Regions from separate parts of the Mus musculus genome. Here region 1 is linked to region 2. Evidence: chromatin contacts called from public Hi-C data. All regions are on one chromosome and are shown on one strand. Each heading gives the region's core, a stretch centred on a gene start, on an enhancer-like site or on the middle of the called end of the contact. The rest is flanking DNA. Distances are from core to core; before and after follow the strand shown.

Region 1 (3,307 bases), core at 401-2,900, 560 kb before region 2:
CTGCTACCTAAGGGCTGCATAGACATTGGATTTGTGATACTGTGGCATTCTGATAAGCAAGATGGCTACATTTAGTAGTAGACAGTTTGGGCATAATGTTTTGGAAATTAGAGTTTTGTGTAACATTTCTCTGCTTTTCTAGTGGTGGGATAATAGCATTTATTATGTAGCTAAGTTGGGAATGTTAGTTCCTTAAAATAAAATGTGTAAGTAATAGGCATTAACCTGTTTAACTCTAAGATAAATTGCTGAATAAACACCAGGACCATTCTCCATACTAGAGACAAGTTTTCATCCATTGTACCAGTGAACAGTGTACCTAATAGGTCCTGATTTATACTTTAAATGTACAGGTGGTTTTAGTTACATCTAAATAAGAATTCCACTTTAAAAGATTTGTCGTAGAGCATGAAAGTTCTGTAAGACATGGAGCTGCGCTTCTGCCAGAAACTCAGCATTTTGAAGACAGATAGCATCCCAGTTCCGAATTGAGATTGGGTACAAAAATAGCCTAGGGCTGAGAATAGACACAGTAAACGCACCGGCAGAGATCTGTTCATGTGGTTATGATGGAAAGGAAATCTTCGTTGTGCTTGTACAGAAAGATATGCTGTAAACATTGCACGTCGAGCACAGCAGACAAACCCCCGTTTCACGGTTATCCTATCTGGTTACTTCTTACTATAGAGCGTGAAGGCTGCTTCTGCCCTTTTCTCCAGAGTCCTCCTTCTCTCTTCCAGTCACCTGCTGGTTTCAGAAGTATCTCTTTAAGTTTTCCTTATTTTTATATTTTCTTTAATGTTTTTATATGAACACAAAATTTCCTTTAGTACTTTAAGAAATTATAAGACAGTAAAGCTGTCTTCAGATGTCTTTTGTTTCATCTCAGCACTGTTTGAACTGGTGTAAGACATACTTACTCTGCATAGTTTTCTCTTCATGGAGAAGTTACTTTTAGTATTAACACACCTGGAAATTATTTCAGAATCTAACATGTTGTCTTGCTTGTAGTAAGAGTTCCAGAAGCCTTGATGGTCACTTCTCTTGTCTTGTGTATTCTTAAATATATTAACTATAACCTTAATGTCATGTTACTTGTGTGTATGTTTTCAGGGCTGACCACTTGGTGTTGGGTAACCAATGAGTGCTGATTTGTTTTTACTACCAAATATAATTCTCCTGATAATGAAACTTTAGATATTTGTCTAGCACATAGTTAGGATGGTGTACCCTGAAAATCAGTCATGCATCCACACCACGTGACTGCTTAGCGGAGTGATTAAGAGTGTGGATTTAGAGGTCTGGCTACCCGTATTTGATTCCTGTTTCTACCACTTAATTAGCTGTGTAACTTGGGTAAGAGATTCTCGGAGCCTTAATATTTTCATCTATCAGATATAGTGTGTACTTATGCTATAAAGAGGATTAAATGAATTGTAGAGTGCTTCAGTCAGTTACTACATGATAAGCACCGTGGAGTGTTGGTTAAATAAATGTTTTGAAGTCAGTTTGTAGAGCAGTGCGTGTCCTTCCCCTGGGTTGTTACTACAGTCACAGGAAGTTGTATGTCGGAGCTCTCCTAGTGCTTCTCAGCTGTGGAGTCAGTCCTGCTCCTGCTGTCGCCCCAGCCCACTCTGTCCCTCCCTCTGCCTTAGCTGTGCTGTGGCTGCTGAGGCCCTCCTTCATGCTCTGCCTCCCCATTGCTGCTGCTACCACAGCCGCTGCCGCCACCACCACCACTAAAGATCACTAAGTTTGAGGACTTTCTGCATGTGACTTGGGAGGTTAAATGCAGGACTTTGTTTTTGTATCATGTGCCACAGCCACTTCAGAGGGCTGACGGGTGTTCTTGTGATTCATTTCAAACTCTTTACCCCTCTTGCAGCAGACACAAATAATCACAGATTGAAACATCGCCAGGTGGGGAAATGCCTCAGCTTGCTCAGGGCTTCTGTGCACATATGAGGAGCTGAGTTGAGTTTCCCAGCACCACAGAAAGAAACTCATGTGCTGCTGTGCACCTGGAATCCTAGTCCTGGAGAGACGAGAGACAGTGAGTTCTTAGGCTGCTGGTGGCTGAGCAGCTGAAAGGGAGGCTCCCGAAGCAGGACGACTTGAGTTTGGTTCCTGGAACCCATGGAGGAAAGAGGCAACCTAGTCACGAGTCTGTATCCACGAGTGACTTAGGAGAGTCACCTAACTGCCATACATATGCTGTAGTGCATACATGTGCATATGCACACACATGTAACTACACAAATAATAAGTAAGTGCGGTGGAAAGTGATAAAGGAAGATACTGCACACCAGCCTCTGTCCTCACCATGTGTGTGCACAGTGCGTGAACTAACATATATTTGTACACATGCATACAGCACACAGTATAGCCATAGCCCTTGGTAGGACCCTTCTGTATATTCAGTAAATGGAGTTAAATCAGTAGTACGTTCTTCTGGACATTCCAGGGAGGACTTGGCTGTCACTCAGACATGTTTCAGGTAAGAAAGAATGTAGGAATCTTTGACCTTGACTCTGGGGTATCAGAAGACAGTGAGGGCAAAGATACTGTGGCTCATAGATGACAAACTAATGAATGCTTTTCATTTATGACAAGGAATTCTGGGTACACAAGAAACATTCATGGATATAGACCAGTAATAAGAATTTATTAGAGCAAGGCACATTGCATTTTTGGTATCTTAATTTCTGAGAATATAAGCTTGATCAATAAATATATGGCATAGAATATTCATGAGTAATTTTTTATGCTGTTGAGTTTGAACATATTTATATCTTACTTTACTTTTAATCCCTATCTATGAAGCTGTCAGCTTATAATCAAATAATTTAGAAGAAGCTTTGAAAAGGTTGTGGGTATAAATTCTTTGACTGTGGCTTTTTGTTCTGACCTTGTCATTAGCTTTTCTTCTAGCTGTCACTTGTCCTGCTGTCCAGAGGGTAGGTACACTGGGGTAGTCAGACAGCTCAGCTTACTGAAAATAGAAATCCAGGCATGAAGTGGAGTTTCTTTGACTTGGAATCATGGCTATGTTCAGCAGTTATTTTAAACGAATGTTTTGTTTAGTTTTGGAGCAGGGTTTTGTGTAGCCCAGGCTGTCCCTGTGCTTGTAGTATAGTTGAGGCTAGCTTTTTTTGTTTTTAATAGTATGCTGATGTTTCTGGTAGAGATTGGGATCGAGTAACACAAGTCAGTGCTTCTGAAGGACTGTCATCGCGTGGGGACCAGGGGTCTCACCCCTCACACAGGTTTGTGGCTGTGACTGACCTTTTTGTGCACCTGTCACTGT
Region 2 (3,268 bases), core at 82-2,581:
TCCTGGGTTAGAGGTATGATTCAAATTTCACTCTTCTGTGGTACTGGGAGTCTGCAGGTCAGTCCTTGGTTTTACCAGCTGATGCTTATGTGGTACGGCCCATCCCCAGTAGCCTCCACGCTTGCCAGGGTCTAACTCGATACCTGATGTGAACGGGGCTGTTAGTTTAGTTGAGTGGTGTAGAACACTTGCTATGCCCACAGTCTTTGATAAAGTCCTCAGCAAACGCGCATGCATGAACTCAGATACACACACTTTTTTTTTTTTTTTTTTGGTAATTTATAGTATTCTTTAAATATCTTGTACATGGTAGTGTATGGCTTTTCTATTTCTGATTTCTGTTTATGTGGCCTATTATAACTGAGAAGAATATTGAATAATCAATTGTAAAGTTGTATGTGTTAGTTTCTAGTTTCAGAGCTACTATTTTAGATAGCTTGAAGCTCTTGTTAGTTACATAGAAGACTATGTCTTGGGCTCAGTTGGAGAGGTGCTTAAGGACCTGAATTTGATCCCTAAAACCCATAGTGTTTTGTTTTGTTTGTTTTGTTTTGTCTAAAGCCAGGTGCAGTGATGCAGGCTTGTAATCTCAATGCTGGAGACAAGTGCTTTTCTGGGGCTGCTAGTTGGTCAGCCAGCCTAGCCTGCCTCTTGAGTTTTAGGCTAGTTAGAGACTGCGTTCCTCCTAAACAGGGAAGTATTCTCTTTCTTGCTCAAAGATGATATAGTCTGGATTTTGAGCCAGAAATCTCTTGATTCTATTTTACCTGGCTGCCACTAGTTAGTTATATATTATTTAATTTTTTAGATTTTTTTTAAAGTTTATTTTTTATTTATATGAGTACACTGTAGCTGTCTTCAGAACACACACTAGAAGAGGGCATCAGATCCCATTACAGATGGTTGTGAGCCACCATGTGGTTGCTGGGATTGAGCTCAGGACCTCTGGCAGAGCAGTCTCTTAACAGCTGAGCCATTGAAACAAGATGTTTGTGTTCTGAGAGTTATCCCCGAGTTGTCTTATTGTAAAGATTTTAAACCTTTTGTTTCTTGAATGGGTCTTGTGTAAAACATGCAGACTCTTCATATGTGCAAGATAAATATGCTTCTGAAAGTTCTATTACATTAGAATATTGGTTTAAAAATAGTGATTGTATATTCAGAGGTGTTTTATCACAAAGTCTAATGAAACATTGTAATGTTTATGCTAATACTGGTGTTAAGTGATAGTTTGAGATTTGAAGCAGCTGAACTGATTGGATATATCTGAGTTTCAGTGGTGAAAAAAAATGACAGTTGAAGACAGCTGTTAGCACTGTGGGCTTTTTAGCTGTGTTTCAGTTAAGTAAATACCACATTTCCGTTAGTGCCTTAGGAAAATAAAGGTGTAAGTTCTCCTTTGCCCCTTAGTAAGTCAGTTACTGACAAGGAAGGTAGGATTACTCTTGGACTATATTGGTTATTATTTCTTCTTTTCTTCTTCTTCTTCTTCTTCCTTCTTCCTTCTTCCTTCTTCCTTCTTCCTTCCTTCTTCTTCTTCTCCTCCTCCTCCTCCTCCTCCTCCTCCTTCTCCTCCTTCTCCTCCTTCTCCTCCTCCTCCTTCTCCTCCTTCTCCTCCTTCTCCTCCTTCTCCTCCTCCTCCTTCTCCTCCCCTCCTCCTTCTCCTCCTCCTCCTCCTCCCCTCCTCCTTCTCCTCCTCCTCCTCCCCTCCTCCTTCTCCTCCTCCTCCTCCCCTCCTCCTTCTCCTCCTCCTCCTCCTCCTCCTTTTTGTTTTTTGTTTTTTGTTTTTTGTTTTTTCGAGACATGTATTGCCCTGGCTGTCTTGGAACTCACTTTGTAGACCAGGCTGGCCTCGAACTCAGAAATCCACCTGCCTCTGCCTCCCCAAGTGCTGGGATTCAAGGCGTGTGCCACCACGCCCGGCTTTGGTTATTTATTCTTAAATGATATGGGGAATAGAAGAAAGGAACAACAGTAGTATTCACAAGGTCAACGAGATTGAGGAGCCAACCGGAAGATCTGTATGGCCTGGCAGCTGTTACGATAAGGAGGGAAAAAAGTGGAGTCTGGTATTTAAACCTTTAAGGTATTCATTTTTAAGTGAATTAAAATTGGAAAACTTGAAAGGAAAATCTAGTCTTCTCAGAAAGCCTGGTCCTATGTCAGAATATCAAGGGCAGTAAAAAGACTTTTTAAGATTTTTTTAAAAATTATTTTCAGTAACCAATTTTTAAAAGTAACTTTCTGATTGCTGTTCTTACTCTTGCCATATAAAATGTTAGTATTGCATTCCTTTTAAGGAAAATATTGTTTGGTGCAGTTGCAGTCAGTATTCAGTGTAATTTGTGGTTCATTAATTCAGCAAAGTATTTATGCAATGTGTGATGTTTTTGGTTATTGAAACAAGACCGGCAAGCACAATAGACAGAGCCTCTGTACAGGACTTAGATAGATATTAAGGCTGTGCAGACAAAACAACTGCACACAACTCAGACATTGGATGGTCGGGGCAGGCCTTTGTGAAGACGGACAACTAAGGAGAAAGGTCAGTGCTAGGAAGGTGCTTGGCATTGAAAAACTGAGCTGAGATCATTGGGACAGCAACAACTGCAGAGACCCTGAGTTAAATAAAGACTGCCGTGGAGGAGAGTGCAGCAAGGATGACCTCCTCTTCTTCCTCCCCTTCCCCTTCTCTCCCTCCTCCTCCTTCCTTTCTTCTCTTTTCCCGCTTTTCTTCTTCCACATGTCATTATCTCTGCCTACACTCTTTGTTCTCTCACTTGTCACTACACTTATTTTGGTTTAATAGACCTCTGTCTACACTGTTCTTTGATCCCTGAGCTGCCCATGTTTGAGGGATCCAGCCTCAACTGCCTGACATTTCTGCTTATTTATTGCCTCCTCTATCTTCACTATCAAAACCAGTTTGCATGTCTTCTCCTGCTTCAACCTCTGACCTCTCCTTTCATATCTGTGCTTTCAGCTGATAGCTTTGTTTTGTATTTTAGCAGAAAAGGTAGTAAGCAGAGTTTTGCAGTACATTTCCAATAATGTCTACTTACTTAAATTTACTCCTGCTTAACTTTCTTGTAGCAATATACCCTGTGTCTAAGTCTAGTCTCTAAGACATTCCACCCACATTTCAAAAAAATCATGTGGATTCTATCCTGCCATCAGTTCTTTCTATGGTTATTTTACTGTTGCTGGGATAAAACGCCATGGCCAAGGGATGAGTCCATTAGTTGTGTCAGGGAGGCATGGCAGAAAG

What was found. A called contact is a pair of places that touch in the nucleus more often than the background predicts.
Region 1: a contact with region 2 is called in a Hi-C map of CD8 T cells, with 1.8 times the contacts expected there. The contact joins two enhancer-like sites.

The regions. Positions count from the first base shown.
Region 1 is chr10:117,116,969-117,120,275 of GRCm38.p6, reverse strand. The region is part of intron 1 of Frs2 (fibroblast growth factor receptor substrate 2); the gene reads left to right. Among named protein-coding and RNA genes, the nearest start is that of Frs2, 30 kb to the left of the region's middle. Within about 2 kb of position 1,650, at least 70 of the 459 cell types and tissues checked have an H3K27ac peak or open chromatin away from gene starts, as enhancers often do. A contact at or near this core is called in CD8 T cells, where this site is marked.
Region 2 is chr10:116,557,419-116,560,686 of GRCm38.p6, reverse strand. The region is part of intron 1 of Cnot2 (CCR4-NOT transcription complex, subunit 2); the gene reads left to right. Among named protein-coding and RNA genes, the nearest start is that of Cnot2, 22 kb to the left of the region's middle. Within about 2 kb of position 1,331, at least 50 of the 459 cell types and tissues checked have an H3K27ac peak or open chromatin away from gene starts, as enhancers often do. A contact at or near this core is called in CD8 T cells, where this site is marked.